Linked DNA regions of Sus scrofa: regions 1, 3 and 4 are each linked to region 2. A link is a contact called in public HiChIP or PLAC-seq data. All regions are on one chromosome and are shown on one strand. Each heading gives the region's core, a stretch centred on a gene start, on an enhancer-like site or on the middle of the called end of the contact. The rest is flanking DNA. Distances are from core to core; before and after follow the strand shown. Region 1 holds the start of VPS4A (vacuolar protein sorting 4 homolog A). Region 2 holds the start of PSMD7 (26S proteasome non-ATPase regulatory subunit 7). Region 3 holds the start of TERF2 (telomeric repeat-binding factor 2). Region 4 holds the start of CHTF8 (chromosome transmission fidelity protein 8 homolog).

Evidence for each region. HiChIP or PLAC-seq counts read pairs in DNA pulled down with a chosen protein or histone mark.
Region 1: an H3K27ac HiChIP or PLAC-seq map of alveolar macrophages shows a contact between it and region 2. The contact joins the promoter of VPS4A here to the promoter of PSMD7 in region 2. A contact is called at or near these places in 1 of 5 promoter capture datasets (fetal liver) and 2 of 2 datasets of contacts at active chromatin or transcription factors (alveolar macrophages and skeletal muscle).
Region 3: an H3K27ac HiChIP or PLAC-seq map of alveolar macrophages shows a contact between it and region 2. The contact joins the promoter of TERF2 here to the promoter of PSMD7 in region 2. A contact is called at or near these places in 2 of 5 promoter capture datasets (fetal liver and liver), 7 of 47 Hi-C or Micro-C datasets (adipocytes, embryonic fibroblasts, fetal skeletal muscle and 4 more) and 2 of 2 datasets of contacts at active chromatin or transcription factors (alveolar macrophages and skeletal muscle).
Region 4: a contact with region 2 is called in an H3K27ac HiChIP or PLAC-seq map of alveolar macrophages. The contact joins the promoter of CHTF8 here to the promoter of PSMD7 in region 2. A contact is called at or near these places in 1 of 5 promoter capture datasets (liver) and 1 of 2 datasets of contacts at active chromatin or transcription factors (alveolar macrophages).

The regions. Positions count from the first base shown.
Region 1 is chr6:17,667,424-17,672,168 of Sscrofa11.1, forward strand. It overlaps VPS4A (vacuolar protein sorting 4 homolog A), which reads right to left and starts at 2,129. Exons shown (of 11, transcript NM_001243418.1): 1 at 1,956-2,129. The coding sequence starts at 1,976.
Region 2 is chr6:17,044,691-17,048,957 of Sscrofa11.1, forward strand. It overlaps PSMD7 (26S proteasome non-ATPase regulatory subunit 7), which reads left to right and starts at 2,730. Exons shown (of 7, transcript XM_021093860.1): 1 at 2,730-2,922. The coding sequence starts at 2,849.
Region 3 is chr6:17,603,474-17,608,079 of Sscrofa11.1, forward strand. It overlaps TERF2 (telomeric repeat-binding factor 2), which reads left to right and starts at 2,275. Exons shown (of 10, transcript XM_003126908.4): 1 at 2,275-2,776; 2 at 2,886-2,981; 3 at 3,649-3,779. The coding sequence starts at 2,398.
Region 4 is chr6:17,816,477-17,820,984 of Sscrofa11.1, forward strand. It overlaps CHTF8 (chromosome transmission fidelity protein 8 homolog), which reads left to right and starts at 1,708. Exons shown (of 4, transcript XM_021093878.1): 1 at 1,708-1,816. UTP4 (U3 small nucleolar RNA-associated protein 4 homolog) reads right to left here and starts at 1,941. Exons shown (of 17, transcript XM_021093876.1): 1 at 1,614-1,941; 2 at 359-519. The coding sequence starts at 517.

The DNA of each region.
Region 1 (4,745 bases), core at 879-3,378, 620 kb after region 2:
GATGGCTGCACAACTATGAACATAGTAAAAGCACTCAATTGTATACTTAATTTTTTTACTTTATTTTTTGCTTTTTTTAGGGCCGCTTCTACAGCACGTGGAAGTTCCCAGGCTTGGGGTCGAATTGTAGCTGCGGCTGTCGGTCTATGCCACAGCAACAGAGGATCCGAGCTGCATCTTCAACCCATACCACAGCTCACAGCTACACTGGATCCTTAACCCACTGAGCAAGGCCAGGGATTGAACCCAAATCCTCATGGATATTAGTTGAGTTTGTAACCAACTGAGCCACAATAGAGACTCCCTGAATTGTACACTTTTTTTTTTTTTTTTTTTTTTGGTCTTTTTAGGGCTGCACCCGCAGCATATGGAAGTTTCCAAGCTAGGGGTCGAATCGGAGCTACAGCTGCAGGCTGACACCACAGCCACAGCAACGCCGGATCCAAGCAGCATCTGCAACCTACACCACAGCTCCCGGCAATGCCGGATCGTTAACCCACTGAGCAAGGCCAGGGATCGAACCCACAACCTCATGGTTCCTAGTCGGAGTCGTTAACCATTGCACCACGATGGGAACTCCATGAATTGTACACTTTAAATGGATGAACTGTATGGCATGTGACTTCATTTTAATAAATCTGGGGTTTTTTTATTTTTTTCTTTTTATGGCCGCATGTACAGCATATGGAAGTTCCCAGGCCAGGGGTCAAATTGGAGCTGCAGCTGCTGACCTAAGCCACAGCCATGGCAACACCAGATCCGTGCCACATCTGCAACCTACGCCACAACTTGCGTCAACACTGGATCCTTAATCCACTGAGTGAGGCCAGGGATCAAACTCGCATCCTCACGGACACTATGTCGGGTTCTTAACCCGGTGAACCACAATGAGAACTCCTAAGGCTGTTTGTTTGTTTGTTTGTTTAAATTTTTTTTAAAAAATTCTTAGCTTACAAGCCATATACGGAGTGTCTAGGCAGGTGGCATCTGCAGGCAATGATGGTGGACCCTTGTGATAACAAATGAGAGCTTCTGCTGGTGGGTGGTGGGGTCTGGCTTTGGACTTCAGCAAATCCTGGCCTAGTACCCCAGAATTCCATGCCTCTGTTCCCCTCTTTCCTCCACTGCAGTAACCATTCCCCCTGCACCTCCAGGTACCTGCAGGAATCCCCAGCCCCCCATTCTGTGACTGCCTGGCCAAATGCCTCTTCCTCCATGACGTCCTGTCCAACTCCCCCAAGCACTGTCTGTCATCACTTACTGACCGCTTGCGATGTAGCAGACACTGTGTTAAAAATGCTTTACCGAAGTCCTCTATCTAGAGCCACTATCACAGGAACCCTACAGAGTATTAACCCATTTTACTGAGAGGACACCCGAGACTCCAAAATCAGCCAACTAGCCCAAGGTCACATGCTAGTAAGTGGCAGACCCGAGATCCAAACTCAGGTTCGAGGCACAAACAAGTTTTATGTTTCCCAGTCCAATAAGGGCCGGCAGCACCTGGAGGATGGGTCAGTCGTGCATCCAGGTGGCGCCAGCCCAGCACCACCCTTCCCGATCCAGAGAATGAATGAGGGGTCTTTGGGCGAGAAGAGGAAATGGGAAGGAGCCAGGGCTTGTTCGAAGGGAGGCAGGACGACGAGGAGGGACAGCCGGCAACCCGACCCCAGGCCCGAGCTTCCCCAGCCCGTGAGGCCGGATGAGGCTCAACCCCACGGCGGTCCCGGGACTCCAGTCACAAATAGCGGCCTCGGGGCCGGGCTTTCTGAACAGAAGGCTACCCTTAGCTCCGAGCGCGTGAAAACAGAAACGCGCGGAGGCGACGAGAGGGCGATGGGGCGGGGGCCGCGAGGCCCGGGCTCTGAAGAGGCCGCCCGCCCGCCCACAGGCCCCGCCGCCCTCCTTCGGCCTCCGCAAGCCGGGCCGGGCCAAGACGGGCCGTGCCGAGGTACCTGGAGGGTTGGCGTTGTCATTTCATCTCCTGGGCTCGCCCCACACCTCGCGGCGCTGCTTGGGGCCTCGGTCCGGCCCCGGGAGCCGAGGGGCTGCTCCGGCGCGGGGAGCGCGGCGGGTCGGCGCTGGGCGCGGGTAAGGTGGCTTCTCGCAGCCGGAGCCGAGTCCGTGGGTGAGCGAGGAGCGCAGCCCAGAGCGGTCGGGCCCGAGCCGCGCGGCTGCCCCCCGGCGGCCACGCCGGCACTGCAGGCTCCGCTCCCCATGGCCTCTTGGGGGCCGGGGCGGGGTCGCCGTGGGACGAGGGCCGGGCCGGGGGCGTGGCCGGGGGCGGGGCCGAGGGCGTGGCCGGGTCGGGCGGGGCCAGAGCGGAGTGGAATTCTGAAGTCCCGGACCCACCTGAATAAAAGAGCACCTAAATGGCAGTTAACTCGCACAATAAGCCTGACTCCCCAGACCTCTGGGTTCCTGATGTTGAATAGGCACCGTAATAATAATAATTAGAAGCTACCTTATCGGCCTTGGGGAGGAAGTGAATGAGCCAACTAATAGCAGTGTATCCCACACTGTGGGCTCAGTCCCTGGTAACTGTTATTATGATGCCAATGACTCTGTTTAAAGCCAGCTTTGTTTTCCTTTCTAAATACTAACTCTTCTACTTTTGTCCTTAGAAAAGAGATTTTCTTAGACCTTCAAAGCTGGGGCCTCTACCCATGTGAACTTCAGCATAGCAGATTGGTTGTTCACATTCATTCATTCAACAATATTTTGTAAATATCTACTATGTACTAGTTTTTGGAACGCAGCAATGATCAAAACAGCTCTAGGGGAGCCTACAATCTCAGGAAAACAATGAAGTTCATCAGGAGGTGATAAACCCGTTGAGGCCTGGGCGTGAAGTCCCACGTGCTATGTGAGCATCTAAAAGGCAGTCTGCCCAAGGTCAGGAGAGGCTCCCTTTTAATTGGGGGCTTGAGGGCTGGGGTGGGGGCGGGAAGAGTACTCCAGGTTGATGAAATAGCCTGTGCCAAGGCTTTGAGGCATGAGGAGGCCACTGGTAGAATTTAGAAAGCTAGAAGAAGGCTCAGGTAGCCAGAGAGAAGAAAATGAGTGGACGTATGATGTGAACTGATGCTGGGGAGATGGACAGGGGCCAGGACGTGTGGCCTTGGTAAAGATTTTTGGCCTTAAGATAAACGGGAAACTTCTTTTTTTAATTGTCTAGATGACTGTACCCTCATAGGGAGAGCGGATTGCAGGGATGGGCTGGCTGGCTATTGCACATGAAGCTACTGCTATAGTACAGAAGAGTGAGGACAGCTTGGACTAGGGGGAGGTCCGTGTAGAGACATAGACAGAATAGAGAGGTTTTTGGAAGATAAATCATAAGCTCTTGGAAATGGATTGGATATGGGTTATGCTGAGAAGTAGTAGGGGCAGGAGGGGACAGGGATGACTCCTGGGTTGCTGGCTTAGTGACTGGATGGATGGTCATGCCACTGAGATGGGGAATACAGGACAAAGACCAGGTTTGGGGGGCAGAGGAGTGAGGGAAATGGTGAGTTTCAGGTGCCTTTGAAACATCTCTGTGTAAACATCACGTGCCAGCTAGATATTGGAAGCTGTGGATATTGGAATGAGATCTCCTAGGGGAGAATGGAGTGTAGAGAGAGGTGAGGGGAGCGCCTAGGACAGAGCCTGAAGGTTTGTTGGCTGACCAGAGGAGGGTGAGCCTGCAAAGGAAGCTCAGAAAGACAGCTGGAGAGTTAAGACAGCCAGAAGACTGTCGTGGAAGTCGGGGGAGGAATATTGATAAGGAGGAGAGGAGCTCTGAAAGCAGCTGAGAAGGCAGACAGGGACATGAAACACCAATGATCTCAGCCAGAGATGTTTCATTCAAGTGATGGAGGCAGACGCCATACCGCAGGGGGTCTGGCGGGAGTGGGTCATGAGGAAATGCAGTCCATGAGGAGGGACAACTCTTTCAGCAAGTTCGAGGAAAAGGAAGGGAGGCCTAGGGCAATTGCTGCAGGAGTTGTGGGTCCACGGTGGATTTTTTGATGGTTATTAAGAGTTCAGCATGGAGTTCCCGTCCTGGCTGAGTGGTAACTGAACCTGACTAGTATCCACGAGGACTCAGGTTTGATTCCTGGCCTCGCTCAGTGGGTTAAGGATCCAGCATTGCTGTGGCTGTGGTGTAGGCTGGTGGCTACAGCTCCGATTCGACCCACAGCCTGGGGACCTCCACATGCTGTAAGTGTGGCCCTAAAAACAAAAAAAAAAAAAAAGAGTTCAGCATGTTTAAGAAACCCATGGGGGGGGTATTGATGTGGTTCAGCAGTAACAAACCTGATTAGTATCCATGAAGACGGGGGTTCATTAACCACTGAGCCATGATGGGAACTCCAGGGAACTTAAGAACATATTATTCCCACATATTTGGTAGGTTGTGCAATTTTGAAGATGGAATTAAAATGAAAAGTCCCTATAATTAGACAGGTTTGTGATAGCCTGCTAGGGCTGCCATCACAAGATTCCATCATGGAAGGGGTGGCTTAAACAATAGAAATGTGTTTTTTCATAGTTCTGGAAGCTGGAAGATCAATATCAAGATACTAGCCGGAGAGTTCCCTTTGTGGCACAGCAGAAATGAATCCAGCTAGGAACCATGAGTTTGTCGGTTTGATCCCTGGCCTTGCTTAGTGGGTTAAGGATCTGGCGTTGCCAGATATATATATATGTCAATCCCAAACTCCTAATTTATCCTTCCCCTCTCTTCCTCTTTGGTAACC
Region 2 (4,267 bases), core at 1,480-3,979:
AAAAAAAGAAAAAGAGTATGAAAGTTCCTTTAAAAACAAAAAATATAACTACCGTATGATCCAGCAACTCCGGAGCTCCTGCCGTGGTGCATCTTGGCATCTTGGGAGTACTGGGACTCAGCCTGGATCCCAAGCTCTGCACAGTGGGTTATGGTTGCAGTGTTGTCGCAGCTGTGGCTTAAGTCACAACTGTGGCTCAGATCTGAGCCCTCGTCTGGGAATTCCATATGCTGCCAGGCAGCCACAAAAGAAAAAAAAAGGAAAAAAGAAATGATCCAGCAACCCCACTTCTGGGCATGTATCCAAAGGAAATGATATCACTATCTCAAAGAGATGTCTGCTCCCCGCTGTTCACGGTAGCACTATTCAAAACGACCAAGACATGGATATAACCTAAGTGCCCGTTTACGGATGAATCAATAAAGAAAATGTGGTATATATAAATAAATAAATATATATATATATATATTATTCACTCGTAAAAAAGGAAATCTTGTCATTTGTGACAACATGGATGGATCTTACTAGGCGAAATGTCAGATAGAAAGACAGACATTGTATGATCTCGTATGTACAACTGAAAGAAAGCTGAATTTGCAGAAATAGTAGAATAATAATAGTGGTTGCCAGAGGCTGGGAGCAGGGATACGGGAGTTGTCGGTCAAAGGGTACAAACTTACGATTACAAGATGGAGCTCCAAGGTCAAGTATGATGACTACAGTTTACAACACTGTGTTACATATTTGAAAGTTGCTCTGAAATGTTCTCACCACAAAAAGAAAATAGTAATTATGTGAGGTGATAGAAGTATTAACTAACTTATTATGGTAATCATTTTGCAATATGTATGTGTAGCAAACCACTATATTACACACCTTACACTTACATGTTATGTGTGAGTAACATCTCAATAAATATGAGGAAAGGAGAATTTAACACTAAAAAAGAAAGACATGGGTAGGGGATTGAGAGGTATAAGGTATTATTATAAAATAAGCAACGAGGATATATTGTACAACATGAGGAATTTAGCCAATATTTTATAATAACTACAAATGGAATATAATCTTTAAAATTTGTGAATTACTATATTGTACACCTATAACTTATATAACACTGTACATTAACTATACTTCAATAGAAAGCAAATTAAATAATATTTTTCTTTAAAAAAAGAAAATTATTATCCTTATGCTCTCATCAGATCCTCTTAAAGCCCAGAATTAAATGAACAAAAGAAATTAGATTTCTTATATCTCCCTCTGTATTCAGCCGAATGAATTCCTTCCCTAGAAGTGGCTACAAAATCAGTTATGATTTCAAGTCAGTTCCACTTTAAAAAAAAAGAAAAAGAAAAAAAATAGGGCAACATGGAAAATACATTATGATTTTAAGTTGTCTTCCTTATAGTCTTTATATATTTTAGCCGCCCAAAATTCTTCCTTTAGACTCCAAGCTCTTTGTCTAACAGATCTATGTCTACCCTCTGTTGAACAGCATCACACAAGAGATGAAACAAGAGAATCTACTTTAAACACCAGCAAGCATGCTTTAACTCACAATGGGGCTGACTTAAATGTTCTCAATTTACAAGTTCTATTATCTTAAGAAGTAGCAGAAATCACCTGATAGCCAAATCAAAAACACTTTAAAAAACGAGGAAAATACAAAACAGTGTTCTCAAAAGTAGGAAGAGTACATGAAATAAAAGTGAGGGGTAAAATCCATAAAGAATATCAAAAGCTCCCTGACTATACTGGAAGGTGGCTAAGATTCAGAGCAAAATCTCCTGGTCATTTTTCAGAGAGGTCAGATCCTCCGTGACCCAGGGAGGTAAAAGGTGTTTAAAAAGAGGATGAACAGTAACTAAATAATTCAAGTTGCGTAAGTATTATTTTTGTTGACAGAAACAGCAACTTATAAGTCAGTCCGGCGACTAAACTTGCATGGATTTTAAGTCATTTGCGTCTTTCTGCAAATAACCTTAAGTCCTTTTAGTATTTTTAGTATTTCCCCTTTTAGTATTTTTTCTACATTTCCCCTTTTAGTATTTTTTCTCTTTCTCAGCGAAAAATGAAAACACATTTTCTTCTTGCTTCCCATCTTTTTCAATCTTTTTCTAAGTTTTTATTTGAACATCAACCTGTATGAATGATCTGACTCTAGGCACAAACGGCATTATTCTATCCTTTGTTAAATGGTAAGTAATATAAAGATAGGTGGAAAAATACAGACAGGCTGATTGTTTGCTTATCATCTATAGCGAAGACTAAGGAGAAATTCCCTGACAAGATGATAATGAGATAAACTATCATATCTACTTAAAGGGAATGCCCTAATGCTGGAGACTTAAAATTAGTTCCTCTAAGAAATTGTAGACGACTCTGACTAGAAGCAAAGGTCAACATTTGCTGAATGGTGGAACTACTACATATCACTGTTTACATTTTTTTCTTAGTATTTTCTCGAGATTTCCGATGGGGGAGGGGAGTTGGGAAGGCATGGAAGCGAAAAGCCACCGTGGGTAACGGTACAAGCGAAACACCAGGAGGTCAACCTCTAACGTCTCCAGTGTCCCTTTAGCTATCAAGACCCCGGAAATTCGCAGCCAGTCACCTGAGGCGGATTCCGCCTCCCGGGAACTTGCCCTCCTCAAGTTGGCAGCGGGAGCGACAGCCCGCTCCCGGCGCGCGCAGCACCCTGGGAGCGGAAGAAGGGGCCGCGCGGCAGCGGCCCAGCCGGAAGAGGAGGAGCCGGGCCTGGAGGATCCCAAAGAGTCGCTGCCGCTCTGGCCGCCGGCGTTTGCGGGTCGCGGGGAGCAGGGCCTGGCGGGCGGGGTGTGTCGCGATGCCGGAGCTGGCTGTGCAGAAGGTGGTGGTCCACCCCCTGGTGCTGCTGAGTGTGGTGGATCATTTCAATCGGTGAGCGGGCGACACGGGGCGGCCTACCCGGGCCGGTGGCGCCGCCGCTGCTGAGTCACGGGCGCGCTGGGGACTGCGCGGCGGCCGCGGGGGCGCTGATGGACCAGGAGGGCCCTGAGTCGCCGAGGGTCCCAGACCAACCTCCTTTCGCGAAGCCCAAGACACCTGGCATTGTCTCCCACGCCGCCCAGCCGACGCTCCGGGAACTGGGCTGCTGGTTCCTTTTACCTAGTCCGTTCGATGCCAGAGTCTGGGAAGCTTCTCTTGGCCTTGATTCCCAGGCCTCGTGCCCGTCTGTCACTTCGTCCGCCCCCTTTTGCCAAAAAGACTTGATGTCTCGTAGTAAAGCCCTTCAGACTCGCGCTTTTTGCCTGTGAAGGCTGTCAGCGAAATTCTGGTCTCAGCGCCTGGAAGAGCTGTGGTTTTAACTTGTGAGAGTTTCGAAGTGGGAATCGTGTTTGACGACAGCTTAAAATGTAGATGAGGTGTCAAGTCTGCTTTGGGTTTTGTTCTTTGTATTATTTTGTTTTTAATGAGACCAGTTGGAGATTTGGGCATTAATGAATAAGGTAACATCCCACAGATGTTTCTTCCGCCTTTGCTTGCTTGTTTGTGAGCTGTTCGTCTCGCTGGACCTGTTACACGTGTTCAGAAGTTTTACCAGATAGTTACTTGATTTGGAAAACTGCAAGACCCAGTTGGGAGCATTTGCTGTAAAGTCAGAGTTGCTAAGTGCTCATTCTCTTGCAACTTGCTTTGTACAGCTTCTTCAAAACAAACTCCAGACTCCTGTGAGGTTTAGGGTCCCCATTTCAGTTCTGTTGCTTTGTAGGAGCCTTAGCCTAACAGGATATGCAAGCTATCGCACTAAAAATAATTACTGTTTTTCTCCTGTAGGATACTAGAGGTGCTAAGGGAGGGATCATTTCAGTTCTATTCTGTAAGTTCAACAAACACTTGCTAAGGGCCTAGTGCAGGCAGACACTGTGAGCTGCTCTGTCAGATAACAGTTGTAGTGTTTTTAAGAAGGCAGATGGATTTTTGTAGATCAGAAGAAAAGCCCTGAGTGTGGAAGTTTCCTTTAAGCAGAGATTTCCAAAAAAACAAGAACCACCAGAATAGAAAATCCTTAACTTTGTTTCATCCAAACCCTAAATATAGTAAGCATTTATAAATTTGCCAAACCATATGTTTTGATAAATACAGTTAAATCATTGTGAAAGCAGCAGCTGTTAAGGAATTGTACTTCATTTCACAGTGGCTTTTGTCTTTGCTTTGAACATAGAATTGTATTGTTTCTGTATGTCTCATTTGTTAATGGTTAAAGGAGAATTCTACATGAAAA
Region 3 (4,606 bases), core at 1,025-3,524, 560 kb after region 2:
AGGCCTCTTCTCCTATTCTGGAATGTCCGCCATTTGGAGATTTTGTCAGACCAAGATCTATACAAATTAAGGTCCATCTCTAATTCATTCAAGGATCCAGCATGTCATTTCACATCCTCAATGAAGCTGCCACTTGCCCTCCTGAGTTGTCCTTTAGTGGCTCCAAACTAGATCTCTGCTGATTCTAGTCCGGTGGGGCTGGTAAAACAGCCTTTGAAGCTAGACCAGTTACTGGGCCTCTCAGGGAGGGGGCACACCCACCCACCAGAACTGGGGTTTCTCTATTTAGTCCAGATATGGGTGGTGACACCTATAGGTCACCAGAGACACCTATGGGTCATCAGAGACACCTATAGGTGACTCACATCTTATGTCCCCACTTCCTTCCTACACCCCTGCCAAGCTTACCCAGTCCTTTGGAAATGCCCCTTACTCATTCCCCTGCCTGTGGAAGATACAGTGGATGTGAAAGATAATGATACAACCAATGGAGACATGGGGAATAGGCTTTCCAAGGTCAATGCGGCAAACTTATCACAGAAGTGCAAAGTAAGTTTTAAGAACATGTCCAGCAAAGTGAAGGCTGGAAGTGGATTTGCAACTGGGGTTGGACAAAAAGAGACTTGGAGAAGAGAGAAAAAGTGATTTTTTTAAAAAAGTCCTCTCCGGGTCTATCTACAGGGATAGTAAGGAAGAAAAGAACACAGACAGAGTATCCCACACAGTCACAAGATTGTGTGGTCTGCTGTATCGTATTGAGAAAATCATGACACAAATACATAAGAAATGTGAGGAAGCCCTAAGAATGTCCCTATTTCAGTAAATACAGTTTGCTGGTGGATGTGAAATTAAGTTTCAGTAAATATAATCTGCTGATGGCAGTTTTTCAACATGTATTAAAAGCCTTACTTATGTGCCTACTCAATTCAATCCAACCTCAAGAAATGTGACATGTCCTGAGCTAGGTTCTGGGATGCAAGGTAAACAAGAAGACAAAGTACGTGGCCCCAGAAGTGCTGAGGAAGGATGAAGGAGGGGCAAAGGAGGGAGCACCAAAGGGATTTAACATAACTCAGAAAGTCAAGAAAGGGTGAAATGTCCTTCAAGTGAGGTTTGAAGGACAGGAAGGGTTTCCTTAGGCTGGAATGGACAACATGAAGCTCTGAGCAAACTGAGTAGTAGATGAAAAGGAAGTGATAAAAGTTGTGCATACACATATGAAAAGTGAGCCCAAAATGAGGTTGGCAAATAGGTAACTTCTTCAGACTTTAAAAGTCATGTTAAGGAGTCTGCACTTTGTTCAATAGTAAAAGGGAAGGTTGATGAGTGAATGTCCTGATCTTTGTTCTACTGTGTAATCTATTTTTTTTTTCTTGGCTATGCTTGCAGTATACGGAACTTCTCTGGCCAAGGGTCAAACCAGTGACCTGAGCCACAAGCAGTAGCAATGCCTGATGCTTAACTCTCTGAGCCACCAGGGAAACTCCTCTGTGTATTCTTCGACTCAGTAGTTCTACTTAAAGGAAATTATTCTAAGGAAATAATTATGAATTTGTGCAATGATATAGTTAAAAGGATCTTTCTAACATTTAGATTGTCTAGAATTACAAAATTTTTAAATAGCCTAAACGCCTTACAGTAGTGGTTTATATAAAGGAGGCTTTCATTTCACCCATATATTGGAATGCTATGTAGCTGCTAAAGATACTGTAGAAAAAGTATTTAGTGACATGTAAAGATGTCCACTAGATGCTGAATGCAAAATAAAGGCTCTATAAAATATATATATAACATAATTCTAGTTTTTTTGTGTGTGTATACAAACACACACACAAGGTATACAAAAGACACTGGAAGGCTATAAACCTAAATGTCAGCTTGTTTTTTCATGTGGGGATAAGGCTGACTTAAATGTTAAGCTTTGCATTATTTCTTCCAATTGTTCTACAACAAAATGTGCTATTTTTCTAATTTTAAAAACGTATATGTCTTACATGTCTAGGGGTTTCGTGGTGCCGGCCATATTCTATTTCTTGACCTCGACTGGGTTAACACTGGCCTTTTACTTTAGTAAAATGTAAACTTGTTTAACAAAGTTTCCTCTCTATGTTACATTTCGCGATTTAAAAAATGTTTAATACACACTTCACGCCTTTGTTTTTCAATATTTTATACATAGCCCCGAGTCTCCAGTACAGTGTTACAAAATAGCGGAGGGAAATTGACATTTGACCACAAACCTAGGTTGGTTTAACCCATCTGGCTGCCGTGAACTTCAAGTCCCAGAATGCACTGCGGCCGACACACCGGGAACTACGGAGTCGGAGAGGGGGCCAGGGAGCCCCCGGTCCTTTCCCTCCCAGAAGCCCGCGGGCGCCTCAGAACGGTGTTCGTATCATGGCCGCGGGAGCCGGGACGGCAGGCCCTGCTTCCGGCCCGGGCGTCGTGCGTGACCCGGCGGCGTCACAGTCGGGGAAGCGTCCCGGCAGAGAGGGCGGGGAGGGCGCGCGGCGATCGGACGCGATGGCGGGAGGAGGCGGGAGCAGCGATAGCAGCGGGCGGGCGGCAGGCAGGCGGACGTCCCGCAGCGGCGGGCGGGCTCGGCGGGGGCGCCACGCGCCGCGGCTGGGGGGCGCCGCGGAGCGGGGCGCGGGGGAGGCGCGGCTGGAGGAGGCAGTCAACCGCTGGGTGCTCAAGTTCTACTTCCACGAGGCGCTGCGGGCCTTTCGGGGTAGCCGGTACGAGGACTTCAGGCAGATCCGGGACATCATGCAGGGTGAGGGCCGAGCCGGGAAAGGGAGGCTGGGGGGCTCCTGGGAAGGAGATCTGCGGGGCCCGAGCGTCGGGGCTGGGGGTCGCCGTGCCAACGATGTCTTCTTTCCTAGCTTTGCTTGTCAGGCCCTTGGGGAAGGAGCATACCGTGTCTCGGCTGCTGCGGGTTATGCAGTGTCTGTCGCGCATTGAAGAAGGGGAGAATTTAGGTATGGCTATTTTTATGTTCTTTTCTGGGCTTATTTAGGGTTATGTTGTTTTCAAACTTACATCCGGGACTGAAAGATTCACGATTAAAGTGGGCTGCTATGTTTCGATACAGTGGTCTTTTTCCTTCTAGGATGAGTTTATTCTCTAGTTCTAGTTTTCTACAGTTGGGATTCTCTTGGCTGCTTTTCTCTGTTTTTTTATTTCCTCCCACCTGTTTCTTGCTCGCCCCAACTTTGTTGCTATCTGAAGTGAGTTATGTGAAGATGACCATTTTTCCTCCATAGTGGTGTGTTTTAAAGAACACTTTTTCTCCCCCGGAATTGAACCTCACAGCTGTTTAGCAAAACGGCCTTCAGTTTCTGGCCATTTGTATCTGAGGAAGATGTGAGTATGCTGAAATTTAGATGCAGATGAATGTGTTAAAAAATAAATTTTTTTACCTGTCTTGAAAATTACTGAAAATCACTTGAAATTCATTAATTTGAATCTGGACCGTTAACATGTTTGTAAGTCTGCAGCCAGTATACCAGCAAATTAAATGCAAATCTTAACTATATTTGCATGTTTCTTTTTGATATATATATATATGTATATATATATATATTTGGACATAATTCTTCTGCTCCTTAGAAAATAGGTTAGTGAAAACTGTGCTCTTTGTCCTAGACTGTTCCTTTGATATGGAGGCTGAGCTCACACCACTGGAATCAGCTATCAATGTGCTGGAGATGATTAAAACGGAATTTACACTGACAGAGGCAGTGGTGGAATCCAGTAGAAAACTGGTCAAGGAGGCTGTAAGGCTCTATTTTAATTTCTTTTTTAACAAAAATCAAAGGTCTTAGAGAATCAGTGCTTATCTTTTCTGTGTGGGGTGGAGGACAAACAGAGATGGACAGAGAGCCACTGTGCACACTCAAACATGTAACACACACAAAGATGTTATCTCATTGGGCAACCCCTTCCTAGCCCAGACTTGGAAAGAACTGTTAATGGCCAGTGCTCAGCTTTTGGGATTTTGGCGGTCTTCCTGGTATCCCTGGCAGGAGGGGCCACAGTATGCAGGAGGTGAGTTGGCATTGAAGACTGACATTTTGGAGGTTGTTGTACCATTCAGGAACATCGTGAAAGGCTAGAAATAACTGGCCTAGGGTTTGGTCACCCTTGTTTATGATAAACTAAGAGAACAGCTTGGAAATAGCTTGGAAAATCTGGGTCTGACTTTGAGCTCTTTCATGCCATTGCAGAAAGAAGCTTAGGGAACTTTCCCTTTGAACAAACAGAATCAGAGGTGCTGGGATAATCAGCCAATTAGAAAAACGGTAATAGTAGAAGGCTGATACAGGCAGTGTTCTTGACAAGAAAAAAGCTAGTAGAGTGTCCAGGAATTTGGAACTGGAACTGTGTCATGGCTCAGGTAGCTTCAAGTAGTGGAACTTATTTTTATTTAAAACATTGAAGTGGCCATGGAAACCAGTCAGAAAAAGCTTTTTCTTTTCCAATAACCAAGGCTGGGGGTGTGGAAGCAGATGCAGAGGTGGGGACTAAAGAACAACAGCTCAGTTCAGCACTGCCTTGGTGGTTAAAGTAAGGAAACTGGTAAGAGAAGATAAGAGCACTTCCT
Region 4 (4,508 bases), core at 458-2,957, 770 kb after region 2:
GTTATAATCTGCAGAGACTGATATGAAGCAATGGTGTTGACAATTTCCCTTCTTGCTGTGCCCAACAAATATAACAAATCTCAGTTTCCAAACTGTGACACAGTGCACCACAATTCCTAGGTGGGATCTTTCTAACTCACATTACACAGATCAAAACTCTAAGCTCATTAGTCAGGCAAAAAACTACATATTTGCTACAGAACTTCTGTGGTTCTAAACAACTTGGGAGAGAGGTGGAAGAGCCACTTTCTTTTGATCTCTTTGTATATAAAAGACACACAAGGTTTTGTAAAATGAACAAAAAAAAGAAAAAAAAAATGACATCAAAACCACCAAATCAGGCTCCCAAATGACTTACTTTCTCCTGAAAGTAGTTTGCTGACAAATTATAAATTTCTACAGTGCCATCTGTTCGTGAAACAGCCAATCTGTTCGACTGGTTATTGTAAGCCACACAACGGATCCCTGATGGAACATAATTAAAGAAACGTACTCGATGGACCTTAAATTCACCCATTCCTAGAGGGGAAAAAGAGAATTATTGTTAAAACATCAACCACAGTATGACACACATATTGTTTATTTAACCACTGGTATAGGTAGAAGACTTCAGCTATATCCCACAGAGGTTCATTTCTAAACATCCACTTAATGATGCTTTCGTGACCCATACAGAATCTATCAATCTCCAGAAGCTCAGGACTCTTCAACAGAAAAAAGAGCAACACATAAAGCATCACTCAGATTCCTAGCAATCCTGACAACTCATTGAAGGAAGTGGTCCAGGAAAAGGAGAAGAATCTAAAAACCTGATCTTAGAGCAAAACACTGAATATAACCTCATTCTCTAACTGGGAGGCGCACTTGCGTGGGTCAATTAGAGCTTCAGTTGTATTTGAGGTAGAATTAAAGTCTTCCTGTATCTTTGTATTTTGTGCGTGGGGCTTCTGAGAGTGGGGGTGGTAAAGAGGAGAATAAAAAAAGAGGCAAAACATGTTGACAGACTAAAAGTCTCTCAAAGTTAGATCTGCAGAACTCCTGTATCAAAATTATCTCTAAAACCGGCTTTAAAAAATGCAGGATTATGGGTCCTATTCCATAGCTCCAGAATTCCAACCTCTTGGCGGGTGGCGGGGAGGTGGGGGAGACCGATTAAGAATCTGCACATTGGCAAATACCTCTATCTCTTTGGCATGCTAAGTTTGCAAATCACAGACTCAACTACGGTATTGACAGTGGGGGCTGATGGAACAGGAAGAACCCAGAGCTTCTCAATAGGAGGAAGCGACGGGACTGGTCCGGCATCTGTCAACTACTCCCCTACTCCGCGCTCTGCTGCCCTCAATATACACACTCGGGTCTGGTTCACCCCTTGTCCGTTTCCCTTCAAGGTGTGTGAAACCTGTCTGCAGAGCAGGCGACCTCGGCCTGACCAGGCTAGGAGGGCGTATGAAACGCGCGAGGGCTCCTTCGCCCCTTCTCTCTCCGGAATAGCCCCCACCCGACTTCGACACTAGGGAATCGACGAGCTCCGCGGGGCGTCGACTTAGTGCAGGCAGCACCAGTTCCAACTCTTCCCGTCACCCCCGCTTCCCGCCCCCTGCCCAACTCACCCGCGGAAGGGCTCACTACTCTTGGCGGTCCCTCTCTCCGCCCGGCCCCACGTGCGCGCGCGCTCGCGTGCTCTGCCCCGGAAGTGCTCGCGGCGCAAGGCCGGAAGTGCGCAGGCAGTGCTCGCGGCGGCGGCGACGGCGGCGGGAGGTTCGGTTGTCGCCCGTTGGCCGCGCGGCGCCGCGCTCGGCGGCCGCCATTGCAGGTCAGGCCGCGGGCAGGGAGCGTGGGAGGCCGCGGGGAGCGAGGGCCGAGCCGGGGATGGGGTTGAGGGTTCGAGGGAGCGGGAAGCTAGGGAGCTGGGGCCGGGCGGGGCGCGCGGCTCGCTGAGAAGAATGGCGAGCCGAGGGGCGGGGAGCGCCGGGCGGGGGAGGGGCGGTCGGGAAGGGGGAGGGGAGCGGGGAGGGCCGCGCAGAGGTGGGGGCGACCCAGAGGGGCCCCCGGAGTAGGAGGGCTGGGAATTGTGGGGAAGGAAGCGGTGTGGAGTCGGAAGGCGGATGGAAAGAAGGGTGCGAGCAGGGCGGAGCGGGAGAAGGGCGGAAAGAGTGGCCGAGCGCGGGCGGAGGACGGATAAGGGGGCGGCGCAGGCCGGAACCTCGAGGTATGTGCGGAAAGGGGCTCTTCCCTGGGTGGTGAAGGAGCCCAGCACGCGATGCTTTCGGGAGTCGGGTAGAACTGGAATCTAGGAAGCAGTGGGAATACCAGAAAGGGGACTTAGTGTGGGGTAGGACTCTGAGGTTCTTTCGAGGGGACATTTTAAATCGTGGAGGAAAGGCTCCTGAAAGCGATAACTGCGAGGATGGTTGGAAGGAGGAGACAGTCTGGCGGATGATCCAGGTTCTTTTGTGGGCGGAGTAAGAGACGGGAGAAGAGTCGGGTGGGGTCGGTCCTAGAGGGGCGAAGTACTTTGGAATTGAGGGGGGAAATAGGGAAGAATGAGGGTGGTAGGAATAACGTTTTTAGAGCAGCCTTTGGGAGGAGAGTGAATGGTTTGGGAAGACTATTCTGAGGGGGGGATGTGGAGAAAGGCGGCATAAAGAATGTTTAACTTGGGAGATAAGAGAAAGGGTTAAACATCTGGGTAAGAGGTCCTAGAGAAAGTGTGGGGGTATTTTGGAGGGGGTTGGGTAAGAGAGGGGAAGCGGATTGAGAGGTCCAGAAAGTGGGCGGGGCTAGGAATGGGAAGTGTTAGTAGCTCAAATTGAAGGCGGGTAGGGGGCCAGCGGAGAGGGTGGAGAAGGTGGGGAGCCTGTGGGAGGAAAACCCAGTACAGAGGGAGGCCTCAAGCAATGCTATGTAAAGGAAGGGGCTTTGGGGAAGATAGTACGCTACAGCAGTAAGAGGAAGGGTAGAGGGGCTGCAGAGTAGCAGAAGATGGAGAAAACTGGAGTAACTCAGATCGACCGAAGCCATCTTTTCCACCCCATTGTCTACAGATACCAGTAATTGATTCCCTCCATCATGGGAATCTTAAAATGTGATGGGAAAGTACCACGTATATGCATAGTGTACACACACGTTTTTGAACACACTCTTCACTGACGAAAAGTTTGGAAGCATTCAATTCCACTGCCCTCCATAACCCCTTTTTGGAGGAGATAAAGCTTCTCATTTAGAAACTAGATTTTAGCACTAAATGACGTAACATAAGCCTGTCAAGATCTTCCCTTTGAAACTTAGACTATCCCCTTCAGTCATGAAACCTCAGAAACATCCTTAATAAAAGTAATTTGTTTTAAATTGTATGTAGAAGTTCATGAGTTCATTTGATGGAAAGGCACACAGAGAAGCAGTTATCATGCTAAGAAAAAGAAACCTTCCGGAACTTAATTTCTGGAGCAGTTTGGTGAACCCTGACTGCCATATTTGAATTGTTCTCCCATTTTGTAAACTTGATTTTATTCTGATAACCTGCTGTTTTCATAGGATGTTTTAGTCCATTGTAAACATTAGAATAATAGATAGCATAAAGACATTTTATTGAACATGTACTAAGAAAATGGCGTATTCCTCCAGGTGATCAATAGCTTGACCCTAAAAGGCTTATGTGTGTTAGGCGGTGTGCTGAAGACTACATTCAGTGTTCACAACAACCCTTTGAGACAGGTTCTTTTTTTAATGCCCAATTTATTGGTGAAGAAACTGAAACATTAAATTACCCCGTCTTACAAAGTAAGTGGCAGGATCACAGAAACGAGGTATGACACCTAAGTTCTCACTTAGCGGTAAACACAAGTAGTCCCTGGGACTGAATTAGAGCTTAATAAATCCTAATTGTTTTTTCTTTTTTTGCCTTTTTGCTATTTCTTTGGGCTGCTCCCGCGGCATATGGAGGTTCCCAGGCTAGGGGTTGAATCGGAGCTGTAGCCACTGGCCTACACCAGAGCCACAGCAACGCGGGATCCGAGCCCTGTCTGCAACCTACACCACAGCTCACGGCAACGCCGGTTTGTTAACCCACTGAGCAAGGGCAGGGACCGAACCCTCAACCTCATGGTTCCTAGTCGGATTCGTTAACCACTGCGCCACGACGGGAACTCCAATAAATCCTAATTGCTGACCCAGCAGTTTGCAGCCTTTTTCATGTATTTAATTTTTTTTAATAAAAATAATTTTTGAAATGAAGAAATGTAAAGTTAAAGCTTTTATTCCCTTAAAAAAAAAACTGATTGAAAGGGTCTAATAAAAACTTAAAAGACATCATTTAGCTCCAATAAAATTACTTGTAAACTACTTATAATTAGGTTAAACAGTTGAGTCAAAGCCCCTTGTTTCAGTAAACGCTTTGTGTTCTGTTAATCTTCTGCTGCACTTTATTTGGGGGACAGTTACCATTACGAGGATCATTGCTCATGCTCTCTGTAAGACAGTAATCTTAACAATGCAGAAACCAATGG